Regions from separate parts of the Nomascus leucogenys genome. Here region 2 is linked to region 1. A link is a contact called in public Hi-C data. All regions are on one chromosome and are shown on one strand. Each heading gives the region's core, a stretch centred on a gene start, on an enhancer-like site or on the middle of the called end of the contact. The rest is flanking DNA. Distances are from core to core; before and after follow the strand shown. Region 1 holds the start of TBC1D2 (TBC1 domain family member 2A). Region 2 holds the start of TRIM14 (tripartite motif-containing protein 14).

Evidence for each region. A called contact is a pair of places that touch in the nucleus more often than the background predicts.
Region 2: a Hi-C map of a lymphoblastoid cell line shows a contact between it and region 1, with 3 times the contacts expected there. The contact joins the promoter of TRIM14 here to the promoter of TBC1D2 in region 1. A contact is called at or near these places in 2 of 4 Hi-C or Micro-C datasets (a lymphoblastoid cell line and an unstated tissue).

The regions. Positions count from the first base shown.
Region 1 is chr1a:36,279,792-36,287,038 of Asia_NLE_v1, forward strand. It overlaps TBC1D2 (TBC1 domain family member 2A), which reads left to right and starts at 2,809. Exons shown (of 12, transcript XM_004087009.3): 1 at 2,809-4,049.
Region 2 is chr1a:36,415,674-36,422,920 of Asia_NLE_v1, forward strand. TRIM14 (tripartite motif-containing protein 14) reads left to right here and starts at 4,257. Exons shown (of 6, transcript XM_030795620.1): 1 at 4,257-4,594. The coding sequence starts at 4,388. CORO2A (coronin-2A) reads left to right here. Exons shown (of 12, transcript XM_003260545.4): 12 at 1-2,626.

The sequences.
Region 1 (7,247 bases), core at 1,559-4,058:
CCTCACCTCTGTGGTAGTCTCCCCCAAAACATAACCTCAGTGAAATCATGAGACAAACCCAAAGTGATAGTATTCTACAAAACACCTGACTAGTATTCTTCAAACTGTCAGGACCATGAAAAACAAGGAAAAACAGAAATATGTCACAATGCAGAGGAGACTAAGGGAACATGATGACTAATTATGGAATCTTGAATGGGATCTTGGAACAGAAAAAGGCTATTAGTAGAAAACAGACAAAATCCAAATAAAGACTGTAGTTTTGTCAGTAGTTTTTTTTTTTTTTTTTTTGAGAGGGAGTCTCGCTCTGTTGCCCAGGCTGGAGTGCAGTGGCGTGATCTCGGCTCACTGCAAGCTCCGCCCCGGGGTTCACACCATTCTCCTGCCTCAGCCTCCCAAGTAGCTGGGAATATAGATGCCCCGCCACTACGCCCGGCTAATTTTTTTGTATATTTAGTAGAGACGGGGTTTCACCGTGTTAGCCAGGATGGTCTCAATTTCCTAACCTCGTGATCCACCTGCCTCGGCCTCCCAAAGTGCTGGGATTACAGGCGTGAGCCACTGCACCTGGCCTTGTCAATAGTTTTGTACCAGTGTTAGATGTTTATTTCTGCCAAACATACCAGGATTAAGCAAAATGTTAACATTAGGGGAAACTGGGTGCAGGGTCTACAGAAATTCTCCCATTGTCTTTGTAACTTTTTCTAAAACTATTCAAAAATAAAAAGTTTTTTTAAAGCCTATCGAGGCCAGGCATGGTGGCTCACACCTGTGATCCTAGCACTTTGGGAGGCCGAAGTGAGTGGATCACTTGAGGTCAGGAGTTCAAGACCAGCCTGGTCAACATGGTGAAACCATCTCTACTGAAAATACAAAAATTAGCCGAGCATGGTGGCCCGCCTGTAGTCCCAGCTACTAGGGAGGCTGAGGCAGGAGAATAGCTTAAACCCAGGAGGCAGAGGTTGCAGTGAGCCAATATCGCTCCAGTGCACTCCAGCCTGGGTGACAGAGCAAGACTCTGTCTCAAAAAAAAAAAAAAAAAAAAAGCTATTGAGAGTTTGATTGAAAACGTATTAACTGTATGGATTAATTTGAGGAATGTGGCATCTTTACAATATTAACTCTTCCCACTCAGGGGCATATTTGTTTTGTCTTCTATCCTACTATAAAGCAATATGGTATTCATTATGTAAGTCATTTATGTAAGGGATGTTGTCCATTATATTTTCCATTTGTTTGCTGCTGGAGACATCGATACACATATGCACAGTTTTTTAAAACAGGCCACCACTTGAGTTTTTCTGATATACGTAATATATTTGTAATTATAATTATTCTTTCAAATATTTATCATTGCCTAGCTAGAAAACCTAGAACAAATAATGTATGCTGTTTGTTTTATTAAGAGGTTTTAAAAATCAGGAATGGGGCCAGGCACTGTGGCTCATGCCTGTAACCCCAGCACTTTGGGAGGCCAAGGCGGGTGGATCACAAGGTCAGGAGATCCAGACCATCCTAGCCAACATGGTGAAACCCCGTCTCTACTAAAAATACAAAAATTAGCTGGGTATGGTGACGCCTGTATGTAATCCCAGCTACTCGGGAGGCTGAGGCAGAATGGGGATTGGAAAGCATGCCACTGCACTCCAGCTCGGGCGACAGAGCGAGACTCTGTATCAAAAAAATAAAATTTAAAAAATAGAAAAGAAACTGGCTGGGTGCGGTGGCAGGAGAATCGCTTGAATCCGGGAGGCGGAGGTTACGGTGAGCCGAGATCGCGCCATTGTACTCCAGCCTGCCCAACAAGAGCGAATCTCTGTCTCGAAAAGAAAAGAAATATTTTGTCCCACATTCTGTACTAAGAGCTTCACACATATTATTTTATTTAATTATCAAAACAACTCTAAGGGTAGACAGGTGTAGATCCAGGTTTTGTGGGGATTGGAATTAAACAGCATTAAGGGCCTTCTGATTTTAAAAAAATTACAAAATTATGAACACAAAATTAGGTATGATGATGGTTATTTAGAATGAGAAAATAAATTGTAAATTATAACAAATGAAGAGCTCTCTGGCATTTAGGAGAAATGCTCCCTGGTTGCAACTTCCCACCTGTTAGACTGCAAATCCCAGCAATCCATGCAAGTAAACATAAATTTCATTAGCTTCACCGTAAAGTTGTCTGGTGGCGGGTCGTGGGTGGGTGGGAAGAAGTGTTATCTCCATTTTTAGGTTGAGTAAATCACTCAGTATTGCAGAGTGGGAATCTGAAAATTATGCAAATAGACTCCGGAGCCCTCGCCTTTACCCCCACCCTGCTTCTTGTCAATGTCACTGAGTGTGCATGAGGGTCTCGTTAACGATGGCTGAGGGGGAGACGATGAAGTAAGAGGAAGGGCTGAAAAAAAGAGCAAGAGAAATGCGGAAAGAAGCTCCTAAAGAAAGCTGAACGGAATTGGGCTCCGCCGCCCTAATGGAGAAACGCGCCTTAGGAGGGAAGGGGAGAAGTTTAAGGGGAAACAGGTAAAATGAGGCAGAAGTTGAGCAAATTAGTCAAACCCCAAATTCTTTTATTTACAAAACAGCCTGGCGCGGTGGCTCTCGCCTGTAATTCCAGCACTTTAGGAGGCCAAGGCAGGAGAATCGCTTGAGGCCAGGAGTTCAAGACCCCCCTCTCTGCAAAAAACAATTTAAAAATTAGCCGGGTGTGGTGGCGCGCAGTTGCGGTCTCAGCTACTCGGGAGACTGAGGCGGGAGGATGGCTTGAGCCCGGGAGGCGGAGACTGCAGTGAGCTCTGATCGCGCCACTGCACTCCAGCCTGGGTGACAGAGCCAGACCGTCTCTAAAAATAATAATAGCAATAACAAAATAAAAATAAACAAATGTTCTGCACCCAACTACGCCCCAGGAGTGGCACTGTGTTTCCGCAGCGGCCGCGCCTGGGCGCCCCAAGCAACACAACCAGCGCTGTCAGGAGGCGAACAGGAGCCAGGACAGAGAGCTGGGGAGGCCACCGCGGTCAGGCGAGGGATAAGAAGGCCGTCCGCGGCGTCATTGACGGGGCTGAAGGGACACCAGGGAGAAGAGTGGCAGGCAGCTCCGGAGCCGCGCTGTCCGGGCGACGCCGGAAGAAGGGCCTCCCAGCGGTGTTCCTTTCAGCCAATGGCCGTGAGATGCGCCGTCCGACGGTGCCCCGCGCGGCACAGGGAGGGAACAAGCAGCCCATCGGGTGCAATAAAGCACCATCTTTCTAGGTGACTATGCGAACTACCAGGGAAGTGTAGCCAGGGACAGGCTTCTCTGCCCGCGGTTAACCTAACTCAGTGCCACCACGCCTTTAACCTGAAGCCAGGGAGCACGGCTGCCCTCAGTAAAGATGGCTGACTGGCGCGGAGAAAAAGCCGGAAACAGCCGGGTCTTGCGGGGAGCCGACTGAGCGCTGCGGGGGCGTGGCCCGGCGGTGGAGGGGCGTGGCCAGCCGCTGTAACCCGGGTTTGCGGTCTTTGAGGCGCGCGCACCGCGCCCAGTCCCGACCCTGTGGCTTCCTGGGGGCGGGTCCGCCGTCGGCCCCGCCCTCGCCCAGGTGTCTCCCTTTGGGAAGCTGCCCGCCGAGTCTCCGAGATTTGTCCGTGGTGGTCCCGGGGACCCCTCGTCCCTCCGCGATCTCCGGCTGGCAGCGATGGAGGGCGCCGGGGAGAACGCCCCGGAGTCCAGCTCCTCTGCCCCTGGGTCCGAAGAGTCTGCCAGGGATCCACAGGTGCCGCCTCCGGAGGAAGAATCGGGGGACTGCGCCCGGTCCCTGGAGGCGGTCCCCAAGAAACTCTGTGGGTATTTAAGTAAGTTCGGCGGCAAAGGGCCCATCCGGGGCTGGAAATCCCGCTGGTTCTTCTACGACGAAAGGAAATGTCAGCTGTATTACTCGCGGACCGCGCAGGATGCTAATCCCTTGGACAGCATCGACCTCTCCAGTGCAGTGTTTGACTGCAAGGCGGACGCTGAGGAGGGGATCTTCGAAATCAAGACTCCCAGCCGGGTTATTACCCTGAAGGTAAATTCCTGGAACGACTTTCTCCTTTCCAGCGGCGTGAGGTCCCCTTTTCGCAGGGCAAGGCTGGGCGCGAGTGTGAGGTGGACACAGTAAATTGACTGGAACTGTCGTCACCGACGTGTTCCAAGAACTTTGTGCTTTGCAAAGTGCATTCCCACCCATTTCCTCATTGGGTTCCCAAAAGGCAGGGAAGACAGACCCATTTTACGGATCAAGAAACTTAGAGGGAGATGAAAGGACTGGCCCGAGATCCATGCGTCTAGAGAGTAGGGTAGCTCGGAATCCCATAGTCTTTCTACCTCTCAGTGCTGAATAAAAACTTTTACTTTTGGGTGTGCCTGACAGTGCAGTTACCTTAACTTTCTCACCTGGGACCTAAGTAAGTCAAAATATGGTCTTTGAAATCCTCTCTCAAGGCCAGGATTCTGATTCCCGTTTCTTGATGTTTTGGCCGAGGTCAGTGAATGCTGAGAAGAGACTGGCAGGGATTAGGAAAATAAACACTTAGGTTTCACTGATCAGCCTAGATTGTTCATCTAGGCTTGCCTAAACCTGTTTTCCTATCAGCAGCAAGGGGTAGGTTTTGTTTTGTCATCGTGTTTAACTGAGAAAGCCTAAAGCAGTAGAAAGGCTACATTCTTTGAAATCAGACGGGCTTGGATGCAAATTGTACATTTGCTACTTATTAGCTGTATGACCCTGGACAAGTTACTTAACCTTTCAGAACCTAGGTGGTTTGTAAGCATTTGACACATCACAGGCATGTACAAATTGTTGAATTAATTTCATCACCTAGAATACAGCCTGGTACCTAGTGGGGTACTTAATAATTTTTTGTTGCATAAGCACACATGCACACACAAGGTGATGGAACCAAGGTCAGGGTGCTAATGTCAAGAGGAGGTGTCCTATAACTTAATTGGAAAGACAGATCTGGGCTAAGTGTTCTATGGGCCTCAGAGAAGAATGTGCCAGGAGATAGCCTTCCCCACCCCATCCCCATCTTTCCACCCCTCCAACCCAACCTTCAGCTAAGTGGGTATCTGTGGATGCCCACGTGTTCAGTTCTCCTTTACTGACTGGAGTTGGCGGGTGACCAAGCTGGGGGACTTGGTTAAAATAATGAAACTCAGGAATCCCTGGCCAGCGAAGGCATTTTCGAGGTCATGTGGTTCCTCGGTCTATGTGTCTCTTCCACAGGTTGACTGCTGTATGCAGGGTCTTCAACACATGGTCTTTACAATAGTATTCCATTGTTCCTGGCTGTGCGCTTGGCTCTGGGGTGTGGAGCTAATGCACCCCCGCCCCTGGTTCTCAGACAGCTTAAAGTCTGGTGGGAGATACTGACGGAGAACCTGCATGCACCCTAAAATGTTCTGTAGAGACACTGTGATAAGTCTGTGCAAGAAGGTGTGGTGACAGGAGGAGTCAGTTCCACCAAGTGGAAGGGGCTAGCCAGAAAGGCATATGGAGGAGGGACACACCCAAGGCTTGAAAGAAGAAATAGGTGGCAAGCAGACAAGAGGGAGAAAGGTATTCCAGATTAAGAGGGCACCGTGAGCAAAAGTAGGAAACCATGATACAGCCCTGAGTGTCCAGGCAAATCACATGAGCCAGAAAAACAGAGAGGCCCAAAGGATGGAGTTGAAGAGCAGAGGCCCGAGGGTGGGGAATTGGCAAATTAGGCCAAGTAGCAAAAGCCCAGTCTGACTATTGGATAGAGAAGAAACTAGGGGAAGGGCAAGGCTGGTACTCAGGGAGCACATCAGAAGGTGATCAGGAGAGAGTGACAGCTGAACTAGAGCTGTGGCTGTGGGGAAGGGGACAATGGAGGTGTCTCGGGATAGTAGGGAAGTAGAATGAGGGAGATGTCAGGAGTGGCTGGAGTAACTGGCTGACTGCCTGGTTGGGTCAGTCACTGACAGGAGGGAACTCAGGATGAGGAGCCCATGGAACATCCAGGTACATGTCCCCTGCAGGAGACTCTCAAGTTCCAAGGGGACAGGGACCATGTGTGTTGGCTCACCCCTGTATTCAGTGCCTAGCACTATCTCTGACACATATGTCAATGCTCAGTATACCCTTGTCAAATGAATTAATAAAATGGGGTATTTGGGTTTGGCTAGAGCTCATCAGCATTAAGGTCACGAGGAAGACCTGGGAGGTGCTGCGGTCTCTCTGGGAGAGTGTATGGAAAGAGAACACTGGTGGGCATCATTTATCTTATTGATACCTGTGTGACAGCCTGAGGGTCTCTTTCACAGACTCCCCCTGGCATAGTGCACACCAGTGAACCCCTGAGACAGGGAGTCTGCCTCTGTTGCCATGTAGCCTGCTGCTGTTCTCATGCGGCCTTGATTGCAGGCAGCTCTGTGAGAATCCCCATCCATGCCCAGTGAGCTGTTCATCTTCTGCAGTCCACCTCAGCTGATCTCAGGCCTTCTTTATGAAGCCACTAATCTCCTGGCCATAAAATCCAACTTATAGACCAGGGTTCTGGGACCAGCTCTACCACCACATGCCTGGGTGACTTCAGAGGTTTAGTTTCTCCATCTGTAGAAAGGGCTGCCCACTCCTGCCTTGCCTCCCTCCTGAAGAATCCAGGAGTTATTGGATGTCAAAGTGGATGTTTGGACCAACTGCCAGCCAGTGCTGGGAGACTAATGACCAGCATTTACCATGAACTTGTTTGGAGGGCCAGAGCACCTGGAAGGTGCCACCATGTTGTCACAATGTGCATGTGGCTTTCCGGTCCCCATTCATATCCATGATTCCAGTGCATCCCCAAGGCAAGAAGGATTACTTCTATTCCACAAAAGGCAGCAAAGACTTGGAGATGTCACACAGAGATAGTGATGGTACCAGGACCCCACGCATATCAGAATTCAGTGCACCTCTCCCTCTCACAGCACCTCCAAATTCCTCTATCCAATGAGCACATTTTGAGCACCTACTGTGTGTCAGATACTGTGTGATACCCTTGTCTCATTTCATCCTCATCATTGTCCTATGCAATGAGTCTTATTGTCACCAGAGTACAGATGAGGAAACTGAGGCCCAGAGCAGCTAAGGAACCTCTGAGTGGGAGACCAGAGCCTGATGATCTTCTATGGCCAGGAAGCATACATACCTACAGTGATCCTTTTTTTTTCCTGGGAAAGAGAGCATTGCTAAGCCTCCCACGACCTTCCCCTCTTC
Region 2 (7,247 bases), core at 3,007-5,506, 140 kb after region 1:
TGCTTGAACCTGGGAGGTGGAGGGTGCAGTGAGCTGAGATTGCGGACTGTACTACAGCCTGGGTGACAGAGCGAGACTCCGTCTCCAAAAAAAAAAAAAAAAAAAAAAAAAAGAGAGAGAATAGAGGGGAAGACTAAGCAAGAAGGCTGTGTCTCCCTTCCCCACACTGTGTTCCAATCAGACAGCTCCCTTCTATTTTATATGTTGGGCTACTATGAAAAACAATTCTGCTAGTAAAAAAAATTTTTTTAGACATTTGAAAACTAGTGATTTGACCCAAGTTCCTCGTTTTACAGGTGGGGAAACTAAGGCCTAGAGAGAGGCAAGTGATATTTGTTTCATGGCAGGGCTGGGCTGAGATCCTGCTTTTCTGGGTCTGTCTTTTTGCTGTTTTGGGTCTGATGCAGTTCTCAGCCCTGGAGTAGAAATCTGTTGCTTTTGGCCTCAGCTGTGCCCCAGCTTACTCAGTGACCTCTTGCAAGTCCTGCCCTCTCTGGTCTGTTTCTTCATCTGAATAAGGGGTACCCTGGAACAAGCTGCTCTCTGCAGGATCTGCCACCTGAAACCTTCACCTAAGGGAAAACTACCTGTGGGGTGATCTGGGTTTGCTGCAGAAACTAACAGACACTGGCAAGGGGCCAGGTGCATTCAACCCAATTCTACAACACAAGCAGGAGGTCAAAACCCAACCTTTCCAACCAGAATCGGACTGATGTGGGTAGATGCTGTCCCTTATGGAGGGACGCACACTTCAGAGCTGTGCCCATGACTGCTGACTGCCACCACCAAGGCCCTCAGGTACACAGCCCGCCTCCTGCAGGATGACATGGGCAGATTTCAGCCCTAGTTAACAGAAGAGTCCCCCAGGAGGTAGGGGGCCCCCATCACTGGAGACATGCCAGCAGAGCCTCTGGCCACCTAACCAGGAGGTCTTCTGAAATGACTATATGAGGTAAAGAAGTAGGACCAGATGGTCCCAAAGTTCCCTTCTAGCCTGAAAGCTTTTCTTTGTCCCTCCTTAGTGAATCTGTGTTCCGAGCCCTACTCTAAAGTTCAGTGGTCAATACAATAGTCCATCAAGAGACTGGGAATGATTAGAAGTGAAATTGGTCCCTCCTTACCAAGGAGGGGCAGATGATCATTGCACAGGGCGATTCGATTCTGGAGCTGAGGTGGAGACTGCAGGAGGCCACCTATCCTGGTAGGTTTCAACCCAAGCTGTGTACATTAGAATCCCTTTGGGAGCGTGCAGGAAATACAGATGCCCAGGCCACATTCCAGACCAACTGAAGCTGAATCTCCAGAGTAGGGCCTGTATGTTCATATAAGCTCCACAGGTGATCTGCAGTACAGTGAGGATGGAAGACTGCATGTGTACCTATTTGCAATAAAGATGAAGAGGACAGCAAGCTCCAGACAGGAGCTGGGACTCAACCCAGATCTCTTAAGTCCTGGCTGGTGGCTTATTAAAAGTCCAGAAGTGTTGTCCCAAGCCCTCCCTCAACATCTCTGGGAACCGCAGCTGCAGCACAATGGGGGTTCAGTGCCCCTGTTTGCCCCTTCCCCAGCTGTGGTTTATTCTGCTTGTCTGTCTGCACAGGCCAGATGCTCATGTTCCTTGTCTTATTCTCCATTTACTCAGTCACTGGGGCTCACTCCCGTATGATGCACTAGCCAAGATTGCCTTAGTGTGCTCCAGAACAGAAGGCCAAATCCCAGGCATTGTCAGGGCAGGAGAGCTCTACAGGATAGGCTTACCTTTCCCACCTGTGTGGCTAGCACTTCACAGTTTACAAACTCCTCCCACCTCCACTCAGTGACACATGCTATTCTAACACAGGTCAGGCAGGCATTACAGTCCCCAAGTTCAGAATCAAAGACCTAGCCTCAGAGAAATGAAGAAACATCATGCCAAGGTCACTGACTGCCAAGCGGTAGAGGTGGAGTCGCATTCAGAGAGCTTCCCGGTATGCCTCTGCACAGCGCCATTCCTTGGCCAGCCCCCTCCACCCCAAGGGACCCAGACTGCACACTTACAAACAGGACACAGGTGTCTTTGAACAAACTTTTTTTTATTATTATTTTTACATCTAGAATAAATTATTTAAATTATTTCACAGCAAGGGAGAGGGATAGGTAATTTTTATCAGATATTTTTTTAAACCATCTGTTTTTTAAATTACGTTTTTGTTTATGTTCTTGAGCTGATGTAATGGAACTTGCCTAGCACATTCAGGTCCCAGCCAGTTGGCAGAGCATGCCCTCATCTCCTTATTCCATACCCTGGGCGTCCCCTTTCTGTTGACTCAGGAACTTTCTGAGAATGAGGACAGCACTAGGAGATGAGCTTTGGCGGGTATCCACCTTAACGCTACAATAATTGTGCTTCCTGGAACAAAACTTGAGATTGTATCATAGAGGGAAACAGGAAGTCAGAAATCAAATCTATGCTTTTAATTGAAACCGTGCCTGAAACAGTTTGAATGATTGTTTTAATGTTGTTTCTGAAATTCCTTGTACCTTTGTGAAAAATAATAATAATAAATAAAAGTGAAAATAAATAGATGTGGAATGTGCAATGGAAATAATATAACAAAATAATAAACATCTGGCCACTTTACTACAAGGAGCTTTCCTTTTCTTGATTCGTTCCACAAATACCAATTAACTGTCTACTGTTGGAGTCAGACACCAAGCTGGAAAACAGGCAGAACAGACAGTCTTTGCCCTCTCCAGTTTTCAGTCATGGCTGGGGGAATGGGGAGGGCCAGGATAGGGAAAGTGTAGGCTGTTCTGGAAGGAGAAGCAGGGAAGGCTTCCTGGAGGAAAAGATAGTAAGGTAGAAACCTGCAGGATAAGTTGGAATACTCAGGGCAAAGGGCATTTGGGAAGAAGAATGTTCCAAGCAGGGTAAAGTGCACGTCCCCCAGTCTTGAAAAAGCACAGTGTGGAGCATAGGCAGGGCGGGGACCAAGGATCTTAAGAAAGAGCTAAGGGCTTTACAAGTGGGAGTCGAGACTTGAGCCTGGGGGGCAATTGGAATTTGGGGTGGCGGTGTGTGTGTGAAAGTTGTCAGTACCAAAAGAGTCACTTACGTCAAAACCAAACTGAATGGTGCTCCTGTAGTCCCAGCGACTCCAGAGAATGAGGTGGGAAGATCACTTGAGCCCAAGAGTTAGAGGCTGCAGTGAGCTATGATCGCACTATTGCACTCCAGCCTGGGCAACAGAGCCAGACCCTGTCTCAAACAAACTAAATGGTGCTGGGAGACCATGAAGTGGGGGACCCTCATCGACGATTTGGCTGGTAACAGGAACTATTATTGCAAGAGATTCCACCAAACTGCAACCTTGCACAAAGAACCACAACCTTGCACAAAAGCCATGATATGAGGACATCTACCCAGCAACTGCCTGTTCAACTTTTGGACTGAAGCCACCTGTATTCTTGTAACCAAGTATTATTATTTTAAAACGATCTGGCCGGGCACGCTGGATCACGCCTGTAATCCCAGCACTTTGGGAGGCCGAGGCGGGCAGATCACGAGGTCAGAAGATCGAGACCATCCTGGCTAACACGGTGAAACCCCTTTTCTACTAAAAATACAAAAAATTAGCCGGGCATGGTGGCGGGCGCCTGTAGTTCCAGCTACTCAGGAGGCTGAGGCAGGAGTGTGGCGTGAACCCAGGAGGCGGCGCTTGCAGTGAGCAAAGATCGCGCCACTGCACTGCAGCCTGGGCTACAGAGCGAGACTCCGTCTCCAAAAAAAAAAAAAAAAAAGAAAACAAACAACACCAAAAGGTATGCAATCCTTCTCGTTTTGCCTTTAAAAGCCTCTGCTTTCCTTTGCCTCCCTGAGTACTCCGCGCCCCCACCCCTTGGGTGCCATGGCACATTTATTCCCGAATTGCAATCCTTCTGCTCAGTCAGAGATAAACTCAATTGGAGAATCTCTGTGTCCTTATTTGAGGTTGACAAAGTATCTTACAGTTGTGGGAATGGTTATCTTCCCCGGGAAAAGAGCAAGAGAGGAACAAGGTAAAGTGAGAGGAGCACCCCCGAAAGTCACAGCCAACTTTGGTCCCATCATCAGGGCTGCAGTTTTCTGGGCGTTATTGGACCAGCGTCATTAAGCAGGAAGCCCACCCTCTCCCAGCTGGCTCATTAGGAGCCTCCTATTTCTGCTGGGTCCACCTCCCGGCCTGGGCGGGCAGAGGGAGCACCCTGCTGGTCAGAGGATGCTCCGAGGCCCGACGCTGCTCCCGAGGGCCGTCATCCACCTAGCGGCCGGCCGGCCGGCCTGGAGCTGCCCCGCCCACGGCCTAGGTTTCGTTTTCCCTCGGGGGCCCCGCCCGGCGCCCCGGGGAGCCGGAGGTGGCGGAGATGAATGGCGGGCGCGGCGGCCAGGAGCCGGACCCCTGGGGAGTCGGAGCTTGTCGAGGGAGGCGGCTGGCGCTGCCCGGAGCATGGCGACCGCGTGGCTGAGCTCTTCTGTAGCCGCTGCCGCCGCTGCGTGTGCGCGCTTTGCCCGGTGCTGGGCGCGCACCGCGGCCACCCGGTGGGCCTGGCGCTGGACGCAGCGGTGCACGTGCAGGTAGGGACGATGGCGACGGGGTTCGCCGCGCGGCAGTTGGGGGAGCCAGCCCAGGCATAACGGCCGAGGAGGGGGCCGTTGGCGGGTTACAACCTGGAAACCAAAGGTGCCCCAGAGGGCGTCTAAGCGGTCGATCGAAAGTTCAGAGCGGGAGTCTGAGACCCAAGGAAGGGCAAAGGCGAGCCAAAGCCATCAGTTGAGCTGCAGAAAAGGTGGGTTTAGGAGTGAGAGGTTGGGAGCCCAGGCTGGTACCCAGATGTCCTTGACCGTGTCCACCATGGCCGATCCACTACACTGCCATTGGGCTGGAAGACAGTCTGCCTTTTAGTTAACAGAGGTACAAACTCTCCCTCTTAATAAACAGCCCTGTGTAGCTCAGAAAGCCACACAGACATCTCAGGTTTACTCAATCTGCAGTCCACAGAAAGGGCCTGTGAACCTTGAGCTGAAGACGGCCTGACTGCCCTGGGAGCAGCCTCAGCTGTCACTACCTACCTCCTCTCCCCTCCCCGGCCACACAGACACTCCCATTCCTGCTCATGGCATCCCCGGGTGAGCCATTATTATTACAGCCATTTTATAGGCCACAAGAGGAAGGCTCTGGAGGCAGGGGCAGGCCTTGAACCCAGGACTCCATTAGCCAGATGCCCCCAGCAGGGCCATTGTCACCATGGAATCCTCACCTATGCACAATCCTAACAGTGCCCAGGGGCTCTGGGGTCCTGCTCCAGCTTCCCAGCTGACTTGTTCTGCAGCTCCTCTCAAATCCTTCTCTCTCTCTGGGTTTCATGAAGCCTGGGTGAGGTAGGCCCTCCTGTCTGACAGATGTTGATCCTACCACTTGTCTCCAAGAAGTCTTCTGTAATGAACTCAGCCCCATCGTGAGCTTTTCTCTGGTACTGCATGACTCCAGACCACCACATTGTGACAACCTTGGAACTCAAAGGTGAAAAGGGGATCATGGGGGACAATCCAGTGGAGTCATGGACTCAAGACCTGTCCCTGCCATCAGACCCTTCCTTTTTTTAACATATGAAATGGATGTAATTATAATAATGGCTTCTTGAAAAACTGTTATTCAGAATTAACAAGGCTGCTTTCCACAGATCCGGCTCAAGAACCTCACCCATCCATTTGTCCATCCCCCTACCCGCTACCTACTGTCAACTTAAAGTAATAAGATTCACAAAATATGATTAAGTACAGAGTCTATCCAAGCCTAAAGCTTGAGGATGGCCAACTGGGACCATAGATTCAAATTTCTGTGACTATCCACTCTGATGAGCAGCAGTTACATATAAGTTTTTAAGGAAAAAAGAAGAAACAGTTCCTAAATTGTTTACCAAGAATGTAAATTTACATTCTTGGTAAACGTAAGCATGACATAAGCAGTTGGGCACAGTGGCTCATGCCTGTAATCCCAGCACTTTGGGAGGCTGAGGCAGGAGGATCACATGAGGCCAGGAGTTCGAGACCAGCCTGGCCAACATGGTAAAACCTCGTCTCTACTAAAAAATATGAAAATCAGCCAGGTGTGGTGATACACATCTGTAATCCCAGCTACTCGGGAGGCTGAGGCATGAGAATCACTTGAACCCAGGAGATGGAGGTTGCAATGAGCCGAGATCACGCCACTGCACTCCAGCCTGGATGACAGAGTGAGACTCTGTCTTAAATAAATAAATAAATAAATAAATAAATAAATAAATAAATAAATAAATGAAAAAGAGAATCTCTACGGCAGAACACCACCAAACCTATTCCACTGGGGAGTCAACTAAAAACATCATGAAGAAAATCCCAAGCCTTCTTTAAAAGCCAGGAATTGGCTTCTAAAACTTTTTCTACAACATTCCTTGTTGTAGCCAGGAAATAATTCAGGATTTAGTCCAAATTGTAGGAAAATAAAAACTCAAAAACAATGGCCAGGGCTGGAATCTAATAACAGGAATAACAGGTGTGCATAACAGGTGTGCTAAGATTTTCTTCTGAAACATAATTTTTCTCTCTCTAGTTCCCTGTTTTTACCAAAAATGAGTCTTGATAGGACAAATTTACTTGCAAAGTAAGTTTTAGCATTATACTTGGCCTGATAATTTGCATTATTGGGACTTTCATAAGGAATTTTGGATTCGACTTATTTTTTCTTGAGACACAGGGTCTCACTCTGTCACCCAGACTAGAGTGCAATGGCATGATCTTGGCTCACTGCAACCTCCATCTCCCAGGCTCAAGCGATCCTCCTACCTCAGCCTCCCAAGTAACTGGGACTATAGGCATGCACCACCACACCTGGCTAATTTTTTTTTTTTTGTATTATTTTTGTAGAGACGGGGTTTCACCATATTGTCCAGGCTGGTCTAGAATTCTTGGGCTCAAGTGATCCTCTTGCCTCAGCCTCCCAAACTGCTGGGATTACAGGTGTGAGACACCACGCCTGGCCTGGACTTGACTTTTAAAAGCCTCACAGCCAAAAAGCCAAACCAAGGATTCACCATCAGACTATGCCTGTGATACCCATACACATTGGGTGAATTCTTCTCCTCTCAAGGTCCCAAAATATATTGAGGTTCCTAGACCTGTCAGAAAGTGACATTCTTTACTTACCACAAGGTTGGGAACCTTGTAAGGGAACTGTGTAGACAAGGACCAA